Linked DNA regions of Sus scrofa: region 2 is linked to region 1. The links are chromatin contacts, called in public Hi-C maps. All regions are on one chromosome and are shown on one strand. The core of a region is the stretch at or near the end of the contact, and the rest is flanking DNA. Distances in the headings are between cores, read along the strand shown.

Region 1 (5,536 bases), core at 1,090-3,589:
CTATTATTGGTTCCCTTATATCCATCCTCTACCCCCCTGTTGCCAGTCATCTTTCTTATATGTGAATCTAGTCAACTAGTCTTCAGTTTTAAACCTCTTGCTAATCTCCATTTCTTCAGGATAGAAGCCAACATCTTATCACGATTTACAAAATACTTCATGATCTCTTACCATTTACAGGTTCTTTCCTTTCCTGAGATAGATATTATCATCCTTAATATAGAGATAATCTAAGTAAGTCTCGTTGATATGGGATTCTGATTTGGGTTATACAGCCAAGAACTGATGGTGTTAGAGCTGAATTCACATTGTGAGTCTGAATAACGACTTTAGAAATTTAATTCAGTTTGAATTTACTTTCCCGCTAAAGATCATGCATTCTAGGGTTCCATTTAACATACATCTGATCTCCTAAACAGAACAACATGGGTTAATTTCACTAGCATGTTACTTGCATATCCTATAATGTTATACCACCCTTACCTGTGGTCTTAGTTGGATTCTCCTGAAAACAGAGCCTGATGAAGGACTTGTGTGTAGGCAACTTATTTGGGAGATAAGCCCAGGCAGCAGGAGTGGGAAGGACCATGAGGCACAGAGGAAGACTAGTCAATAGAAAGAAGTGTGTATTAATCTCAATGCTGTGGCAAAGGGCTCAATTTTCCCAGGAGAATGTACTGGATACCTCCTAGAATTACTATCTGATGTACGAAAGATGTAAGGAATTTTCTGTTAGCTTCTGGCTCCATCGGTTGCCCTCAAGAGTGTTAACTGCGCTAAATTTCTGAGTCATAGCATATGTAACAACCAAGAAACACTCTGCCAGCACCTGGGCTCTACGGAGCCCCAGAGCAGGAAGCAGAGACAAGCAGCACACAAGGGTCAAGGGCTTCTCCCTCCCTTCTCTGAGTTGAAGTCTGTGTAGTCCTATCTACAAGAGCAAGAGCTGAAATTAGAGATGGTGACAGTCAGGATGAATTTGGGCACCAGAGGCATCTAAGACACATATTGCAAGGAAAATAAATAATTAAGAAATAGAATGCTATTCTATTGTCATTTTCAGACTCACACAAATTTCAAGCAATAAGTTATAGGTTAGCAGAGATACAGTTTTCACTCATTTTTCTCTGCAGAACACAAAGACAATTGAATTACGTGTAGGTGGTTCTATTAAGTGACTCATGTGTTGCAAACAAGTACCAGGTGCTTAGTTGCAAAGCTAGGGCTAATCAATAAATAATTCTTTCGGAAAGGAGACAGAATTCTCTATTTCCATAATAGTCCATTTATAGATATGTTAAATATTAAAAACTCTGGGGCAAGAATTAATCGTACATAAAATGATTTTAGCCATATTTCAGAGCTTTGGAAATCATATGCCTTATATTTTTGCCACTTTATTCTATGTTGATTTTAAAGCTTCTTTGCTTATTTATTTTTAGGGCACAGGAAAGATGTCAGGGTAACCTGTAATTTTCAAAAATGAAATCCTTCATATATTTTTGGAACATGAATTCTTTTTATCTACTTCATCTCATTCTAAAATCTATTTTAATATATCCATAGACTAAAAATAAAGATTAGATATAATTAAAGTATTAAAATTATTATTGCCTTGGGATTAAATTCAAGGGTTTTTTATTTTCTTCTTTGTTTTTTTTTTTTGGAATTTTCCAAATTTTCTGTAGTTCTTACATGTTATCTTTGTAATAAGAAACAATCCTACACTAAACATCATTTTTTAAAATTCAAATTCAAAAGAAAACACTTTGGTAACCATTTTTGTGACCCAAGATGGTTTTCATAAAAAATTCTTACAACGTAGGTCATGCATGGAGAGAATTTTCTAACACAATGAAAAAGAAACCATCACTTGATTTTATCTTAAATTAACTTCTTTCCAGGGATATTAATGCCTTAGTTTTAAAGGCCGTGCATGTAGAGTCCAAGAGGAACTGAACTTCATGTACAGTTCTTACAAGATAGAGTCCAGGTAGAAGTGTGGCAAGAATTACGAAATTCCACTGACCTTACTTTTGACTACAGGCAGGCAAACATACTACTTGTCATTTCGTGTCTAGACTAGTGATGACCTCCTATTTTCTGGATAGATTTATGCCTTATGTTCCTGTTAGGAATATTCTATTCCACAATTTCTCCTCCTGTACAGATGGAAAATTCCAGAAAGGGACCAGAAACACCTTACATAAGAGGGTTAGTGAGTTCATCAATCATTAACCACTGCAATCTCACCAAACCAGCTAAAAAGAGACTGAGGCTGATAGCCAGAGCTGATAATTCCATCAAATCCAAGGTGGATCTTTATGTAGTAAACCCTGGGTCATTTCCCAGGCCTTCCTCCTTTTCCAGAAACTGCTGGCATTGGTCAGCTGTTATTGCACCTGTAGAGCTGCAGCTCTTTGCTCTCATGCTCTTCCCCAGCACTGGTTGCAGAGTAGAACTCAGTTTTCCTGGGCCCTCTGTGCCATGTTGATTTCCGTGTCAACCATGCAGGCCCTTTTTGTTCATCAGGGCTTGGGACAGGGTGAGGCCATGGGGAGAATTGGTTGTTTTCTGTTTGTTTGTTTTTGCTCTGTTTGTTTTGGTTTTAATATTGAAAAGATTGGGGGAGTTCCCATTGTGGCACAGTAGAAACAATCTGACTAGGAACCATGAGGTTTCAGGTTTGGTCCCTGGCCTGGTTCAGTGAGTTAAGGATCTGGTGTTGCTCTGAGCTGTGGTGTAGGCCAGCAGCTGTAGCTCGGATTCAGCCACTAGCCTGGAAACTTTCCAGATGCCCTAAAAAAGAAAAAGAAAAGAAAAAAAAGTCTCCAGACATTACCAAATGTCTTCTTGGGAGGGGGGAGGGCAAGATCACTTCTGATTGAGACTATAAATTGCTTCTCTAGAAAAAAAAACAATTAATTTGTAATTATATGCTTATATGAATGATTATAAATATTGTCTCTTCCACTAGACTGTAAATTGTACAGAGGCAGGGATCACTTCTATGCTAAAATCTGCCCAGCTTCTGTTGCTGGCACATAGTAGCTATTCATTAAATATACATTGAATAATTAATTAATAAATTATTTGGCAAGTTTTATGAGCTATTACAATAATTCTAAAAATCCCAGGGTTAATCATTATCAGGAGAAAAATGGTTATTCCGGCTATGCAACAAAATATTTACAAAGTCTAACAATATCTAAAAGCCATGACATTTTGGAGGATATGTCATGATTTTTTCTCAAAATTTACAGACAAAAACTTGAAACTTAGATGTATAAGATATTTATATTATTTCAAAAGTTGATTTAAACTTTAATCTTCACTCTATTTCTCAAAAAAAAAACTATTTCTGAATATTTTTGGGTGTGAGAGTACATTTATTAATACTGATGTCAGATTGATAGCTCAGTACTCAAGGCATTTTATTTCTTAAATTTAATATAATTTTAAAACATTTTGATTACAAAATTAATTTCACTCAGTCTAAAAAATACAGAATTCAAATTATATAAAATAAAAGCTCCTAACTTTTCCCCAAACCAGTGATCTCCCCTGATTGCTTGAGAACGAATATATTTTGTTGTTGTTGTTGTTTTTGTCTGAAAAATATTTTTACTTAAATGATATGGTACTATACTTAGTTTTCTGCAACTAGATCTTTCTTAACAATATTTCCAGAATCCACATAGGCTTACCTCATTCTTTTTACCTGATGCTTACTGGTTTACTGTATGGACTTAATGTAGTTTTAACAGCAATAAAATCAAGCATTAAGATAGTAATAAAGTTTATTTCCCCCATGCACATCTACCACCTATCCCTTGCTTCTGTTTAGTTTGCAGCCTTCATTGCCTTAGAAGAGTGCTAACACACTCCAAAGACCCAGTTAGTCCATTTCTTAACTTTTAAACTTCTAAGTAAGCTTTGGAAAATCATGGTTAAAAACAAAAGTCTCAGTCTTGCTTTTTTTTTTTTTTTGAGATTTTATTTTATTTTTTTTATTTTCCCACTGTACAGCAAAGGGATCAGGTTATCCTTACATGTATACATTGCAATTACAGTTTTTCTCCCAGCCTTTCTTCTGTTGCAACATGAGTATCTAGACAAAGTTCTCAATGCTATTCAGCAGGATCTCCTTGTAAATCTATTCTAAGTTGTGTCTGATAAGCCCAAGCTCCCGATCCCTCCCACTCCCTCCCCCTCCCATCAGGCAGCCACAAGTCTCTTCTCCAAGTCCATGATTTTCTTTTCTGAGGAGGTGTTCATTTGTGCTGGATATTAGATTCCAGTTATAAGGATATCATATGGTATTTGTCTTTGTCTTTCTGGCTCATTTCACTCAGTATGAGTCTCTAGTTCCATCCATGTTGCTGCAAATGGCATTATGTCATTCTTTTTTATGGCTGAGTAGTATTCCATTGTGTATATATACCACATCTTCCGAATCCAATCATCTGTCGATGGACATTTGGCTTGTTTCCATGTCCTGGCTATTGTGAATAGTGCTGCAATGAACATGCGGGTGCACGTGTCTCTTTTCAGCAGAGTTTTGTCCGGATATATGCCCAAGAGTGGGATTGCGGGGCCATATGGAAGTTCTATGTATAGATTTCTAAGGTATCTCCAAATTGTTCTCCATAGAAGATGTAAAGAAATGGAAAGATAGTCCATGTTCCTGGATTGGGAAAAGCAATATTGTAAAAATGGCCATACTACCCAAAGCAATCTACAGATTCAATGCAATCCCTATCCAATTACCCATGACATTTTCACAGAACTAGAACAAACAATCCAAACATTTCTATGGAACCACAAAAGACCCAGAATCACCAAAGCAATCCTGAGAAACAAAAACCAAGCAGGAGACATAATGCTCCCAGACTTCAAGAAATACTACAAAGCCACAGTCATCAAAACAATGTGGTACTGGTATCAAAACAGACAGACAGACCATTGGAACAGAATAGAGAACCTGGAAATAAACCCTGACACCTATGGTCAATTAATCTTTGACAAGGGAGGCAAGAACATAAAATGGGAAAAAGAAAGTCTATTCAGCAAGCATTGCTGGGAAACCTGGACAGCAGCATGCAAAGCAATGAAACTAGAACACACCCTCACACCATGCACAAAAATAAACTCCAAATGACTGAAAGACTTAAATATACGACAGGACACCATCAAACTCCTAGAAGAAAACATAGGCAAAACACCCTCTGACATCAACATCATGAATATTTTCTCAGGTCAGTCTCCCAAAGCAATAGAAATTAGAGCAAAAATAAACCCATGGGACCTCATCAAACTGACAAGCTTTTGCACAGCAAAGGAAACCAAAAAGAAAACAAAAAGACAACTTTCAGAATGGGAGAAAATAGTTTCAAATGATGCAACCGACAAGGGCTTAATCTCTAGAATATATAAACAACTTATACAACCCAACAGCAAAAACGCCAATCAATCAATGGAAAAATGGGCAAAAGACCTGAATAGACATTTTTTTTTTTTTTTTAAGGGCCACACC
Region 2 (5,536 bases), core at 1,579-4,078, 79 kb after region 1:
TCTTCAAAAATCTTATCAGAGGTGCAATAGCTACCAGGAATGGCCTAATAAAAGGCAGTTATATTGTGTGCAGACCTGATAACAGCAATGGTCATTTACTGAGGAACTGTTACGTGTCAGGCAACTGGTTTTATATGCCTTGTTTCATTTAATCCTTCTTCTGTTAACAGATGCTACTGCTATTCCAATTTTACACTAAGAAAACAAAAAATTAAGAGAGGTTAAGTTACTATCATTCCCAGGAAAGGAGGAAGGAAGAAGAAATTTTTTAAAACTGTACTGAATATATCAGATAACTATTGAAAAAGAAGAGTCAACTTGATTATAATGATTATAATACATTTATATGAGTACTATAGGTCACTACTTCAACATTTTGACAGCATTACTGAATGTTGTCTCCATCTTTTCTCATTTTGTCCCAGTGCTTCCCCTGCTTCCACACCACCACCACACAAAATGTGTTTGTAGTACCATTCATTCAATATCCTTCAGAGGAAACCACTCAGGAAAATAGGACATTGGCAATGAAATCAACCAGTGGGCAAAGAAGGCTGCTACTATGTCTGAAGGAGATTGTTCTCCTATTTCTAAGTAAGAAAAAAAAAAAGAAGAAGAAGAAGCAGCAGCAGCAGCATTCAATGGACATTCTGTAAACAGCTCTATTACAAATAAATTGTGGTAACTGGTTTTGTCATATAGGTTGAGTATGTCCACAAACTCTGAAACTTATGAAATAAATTTCCAGGTAGATACTAAGATATACTGCCACTTCTATCACTCTAGCCCAAGAAAATAGTCATAAATACAATGTTTCCAAGAATTTTAGCATTTTAATTGTCAGGTTTTTATCACTCTTCTCACTGCTACCTTGAAGATCACCCTAGGATGTGCTTTTTATAGTATAAGCATCAATTTTGGGAAACAAGTACTTTAGAAAGTCTTAAAAGTTCAGGTTTTGCAAATCCCATTGTTTCTGATCTCTATGCCAGGGGACCTTGCCTTCTGTGACTTTTCCCAAGCACATCACAGTTATTCAATGCCCTACATAGAAACCAGGAATTTTACAGGGAGAAGTGGCCCCTGCCACTTGCAAATAATTAGCCTACTTCTCAGAGACTGAACGTAATGAAGATTATCAGAGTGTAGTATTAAGAGGAGGGTCTTGCTGCTGCTTCTGTTAAGCTGCGAAAACAGCCACTGGCTGAAATGCACAAGTTATTTTTTAAACACTGACCGCCTTTGTCCTGGGAGCTATCAAACTCCACGTTGAAAGAGTGGCCGTTGTTGACAATTCTCTGAGAAGTCGCTTGCTCATAGCAAAGGGACAGAGGCTTCAGGGCAGGGTCGTGAACAGCTGTGCTGGTGTTGATGTCAACAGGGGACTGGCGATCTCCCTTGGCGATGGGGAAGTCCTTATGCCAGTGCTCAGGTCCTGAGATTGAAAAGAGACTGTGTGAACCCCCCACTGTGGGGAAGGACAAACCCAGACCCCTAGAAAAGAGCAATGGCTCTGGAGCCAATCTGTCTGGCTCTAATTTTGGCGGCATAATTAACAGCTGAATAACTTTAGTGAAACACAATCTGTGCCTTAGTTTCCTCATTTGTATTAAAGGTTGATGTGAGAATCAGAATCAATATACGTAAAAGCTTTTAGAACAAGTAGTGAGCACCATATAAATATTAGCTATTTTATGTTCCTTTTACTGCCATTGAGTGACTGACATTAGGCTTGTGATTAGGATTTGGACGATGCAAGCTCACTTAAGACATTCCAGCAGATGGGGATTCCTCTCTCTTGTCCTTTTACTAGATCAGTAAGGTCAGAATCACTGTTCAGGCAGGGCAACCCTGCTTTAATGGTTAGGATTCCCACGATCTAGAAAGCCCCAAACCCCCAAAGAGGCTCAAGGTGGTTTAGACACATTTTTCTCTTTGGTCTGCTGGTTCAGGAGAACCCAGATCTGTGACGCCGATAAAGCCGGGTTCCTGGTGACTTCCTAACATTAGAAGCGGAGAGACGAAGGAAAAACTCAGAAATCAGCGCAGTGGATTCAAACCACCCCAAGAAAATGCCCCGGGACACTTCGTGCTGAGAGTCTCAGCCACAAGTGGTGCTGAAGATGAACTGGGGGTAGGGTAAGGTAGGGGGAAAATAGGGTCCCCTAATTTCTCTGCGATCAATAACTAAAATGTATCGTTACAATTCGCCCTAGTTTCCTCCTGGGTCGGAATAGGATGGTCTCCGGCTCGTGACCCGGGAAGGGCTGTCCTTGGGTCCCACTGCTGCTTCTGCGCGCCCCCTTCCCCCGGCACCGCGCGCCACCGCTGGACGCAGGGATTCCTCGACAGTGGACTCCGGCTCTGAGCTGGGGGCATCCCGCGCCGGGGAGCCGCGGGCGCGCGGGCAAGGCGTCGGGGGCGCACCTGAGCCTCGGGTGCTCCAGGCGGCAGCGGGAAATAGCAGGTGCGTGCGCTGCTGGGCCCCAGAGGGGCCCGGAGCCCCAGGCGCAGACGCCGCCCCGCCCGCAGCCCGCACTCACCGTTGTGCTTGTCGTATCCCCAGTGATGGGACATGGTCGTGCCGCTGGTAGGGGCAGGGCAGGAGTTGGCGCCGGTCTAGCGGCGGCTGCTGGAGCGCCTGCACCGTATGTCCGCGGGTCGCGCCGTCGCTGGTATTTATAGGCTCCCGCCAACTTCGTGCTCGGGGGCGGCCGGGGGGAAGGGGCCCTGGGTGGACCTGGGCGACTGGGGGAGGAGGTGACGGGCGGAGGTGATCTCCCCGCGCTCGGGGCGGGCCAGGAGGGCGAGGCTCCGGGGGCGGGGAGAACGCCCTCTCGGCGGGCGCTGGGCCAGGTTCAGGAGCTCCTCTCCCGCCACTCGTCTCCCCTCGGCCTGCGGCCCGACCTCGGGTCCCGGCCCCGGGTCCCTGGGCCTCCACGAGGCTCCGTGCTCCCCGCGCGCGTGGCGGCGGCGGCTCCGGGGTTCCTGAGTCGGACTGGGCTGCGGAGCGTCTACACGCACCCCATCCCCCTCCGGAGCGCTGAGGCTGGCGGCGGCGCTGACTGCTGAGGACCCGCGTCCGGTATCTCTGATCCCCTGTCCCCTTTGTGATTGCATCCCTGGCCTAGGAGCACTCCAGCCCCGCCCCATCGGCCCCACCCACGCCGAGGTCTCTAGCTCCAAGGGCTTGCTCGCGGGCGTCCCGGGCTTGCTTAGGAGCTATGACCTTGGGGCAAATAGGGATACGGTCCTTGAGGCGCTAGGGAGGGAGAAGCATCACGCTGAGAACTACGCGCCCCCTGCTGGAAGGCTGCGGAATAAACCAAGAAGGAGGGAGAGGGTGTCTTCGATTCAAGTCCGAAGAATGCATTTCCTTGAAAGCTGTCAAGGTCTCTTGAAATGTTCACCAAATGTTTGTTCATTCTACCTTCTTTCTTCTCTTTCAAAATACACTTTAGAGGAGAGACTTCCTAGTGGAGTACGTATTGATTTAAAGCAATCAAAACTTCTAAAAATCACTTTTTTTTCACAGGAATTGGGTAAAAGAAAGACTGTCTTGCAAAAAGATAAGAACTTTCCCTGGCTGACAAAGGAAAGTGGGCATCTGGCATACCTAAGAACTAATTCAAAGAAACTGAAGAGTGGACATTTTTGAGTCAAGGCAGCATTGTGGCTTTCCTAGGCCCTAGGCATTTTGCCCTTATTCATTTCCTTTTCGTGGGTATGTGAGGCACCGTTTCTCCTGTACCCAATGCCCTAAGTCAGGATTATTTTGAGGTGTGAACAGAATTCATTTCCCTCAAGGGACTTTGTCACAAAAAGGGGAGAAGGGTTTTCTGTCCTGTGAATCTCTGAGATCACTAAGAGCATAGTATTAAAGTTAAACTTGGGGCAGCAGGACACAGTTTCACACAAGTCTAACAGCCCTGACATCACTCATATAGATAAATAAAAGGATAAATTATAATATTAGTGTAAATTATTCCAATGTTGATTTTAAAATCATTATTTACTTTTTTATTTCAGTCAATTCCATACAAACAGAAATGATTCAGATTTAGATACATTTGGTCTTGTCCTAAGACTCCAGGAAAGTGTGTACCTCTTTGTGGGGTTTTTTGGGTGGATGTCACCAGTGAATTCTTAGGCAATGAGCTATTTTTGGTTTCTAGGACCATCACAAAATGTAGTTCGTAGTTACAGAGAATTTTGTATTTGTAGCTGCATAGTCTCTCATGGAGGCTATACAATAATTTTTTTTTTTTTTTGGTCTTTTTGCCATTTTTCTTGGGCCGCTCTCCGCAGCATATGGAGGTTCCCAGGCTAGGGGTCAAATCGGAGCTGTAGACGCCGGCCTACGCCAGAGCCACAGCAACGCGGGATTCGAGCCACGTCTGCAACCTACATCACAGCTCACGGCAACGCCGGATCCTTAAACCCCTGAGGAAGGCCAGGGACCGAACCCGCAACCTCATGGTTCCTAGTCGGATTCATTAACCACTGAGCCATGACGGGAACTCCTATACAATAATTTTGATTCTTTGCATAATTTTCAAATATTTACTTAATTCAAAAGAAGAGGGCCTCGATAGTTCCTGTCGTGGCTCAGCAGTAACAAACCTGACTAGTATCTGTGAGGATGCCGGTTAGATCCCTGTCCTTGCGCAGTGGGTTAAGGATCCTTCACTGCCATGAGCTATGGTGTAGGTCAAAGACGCGGCTCCATCTGGCATGACCGTGGTGTAGGCCGGCAGCTACAGCTCTGGATTCGACCCCTAGCCTGAGAATTTCCATATGCCATGGGTGCAGCCTAAAAAAGACAAAAAAAAAAAAAAAAAAAAGAGGGCCTCACAGTTGCCATGAGACTCTTCACTAAGCCCTGGGGATGTAAAGCTGGTAAGTGCAAAGAGGTGAACACTACCATCTATGAATGTAACATGGTTTCTCAAGATTCTGTGAAGGTCGTCAGGCTTTCAAATCTGCTTGGAATTCTTGTCGCTCATGTTCTGTGAAGCTGGGCTGTGGCTTTAACATGGAAATAATAGAAGTATAGTTCAATTATTTAATACCTCTGAAACTTAAAACACTACCAAACTGCAGTTCACAAATAAATTCCTATTATTTGAGTTTCTCCCTTCTCTCTCACTTCTAGAAAATGAGCTCATTTTAGTGGAGCAGAGCTGTACTTGGGGGGAATGTCACATGCTCACTGCAAGGGGAGAAGGTGGCTCACCTTTGGATATTCAGCAGAGATTCAACTTTTTTTTTTGAGATCCACATTTTTAATTAATTTTTATTACAATGATTGTCTTAGCATTTTTTTTCTATCCAGTTTTTTTTTTGGTTTTTTTTTTTGGTTTTTTATTGAATGATGGACACGGCTTTGTGCCTTTGTGGAGAGCATTCAGAATGTAACTTTATTTTACTGATGGCACTCTTAGCAGGCAGTCATGATTCAGTTCTGTTTCCGAGACTACTCAAGATTGGATTTTTGTTGTTGTTTATTTTTTGCTTTTTAGAGCCACACCTTTAG

The links. Hi-C and Micro-C count contacts between places; a contact is called where the count stands out from the background.
Region 2: a contact with region 1 is called in a Hi-C map of liver, with 5 times the contacts expected there. A contact is called at or near these places in 1 of 5 promoter capture datasets (liver) and 4 of 47 Hi-C or Micro-C datasets (fetal liver, liver and skeletal muscle).

The regions. Positions count from the first base shown.
Region 1 is chr4:51,129,807-51,135,342 of Sscrofa11.1, forward strand. No RefSeq gene overlaps it. Among named protein-coding and RNA genes, the nearest start is that of MIR9858, 79 kb to the right of the region's middle.
Region 2 is chr4:51,208,608-51,214,143 of Sscrofa11.1, forward strand. LOC100154873 (carbonic anhydrase 2) reads right to left here and starts at 2,829. Exons shown (of 7, transcript XM_001927805.2): 1 at 2,544-2,829; 2 at 1,238-1,435. The coding sequence starts at 2,577. It overlaps MIR9858 (microRNA 9858), which reads left to right and starts at 2,976; the gene lies at 2,976-3,053.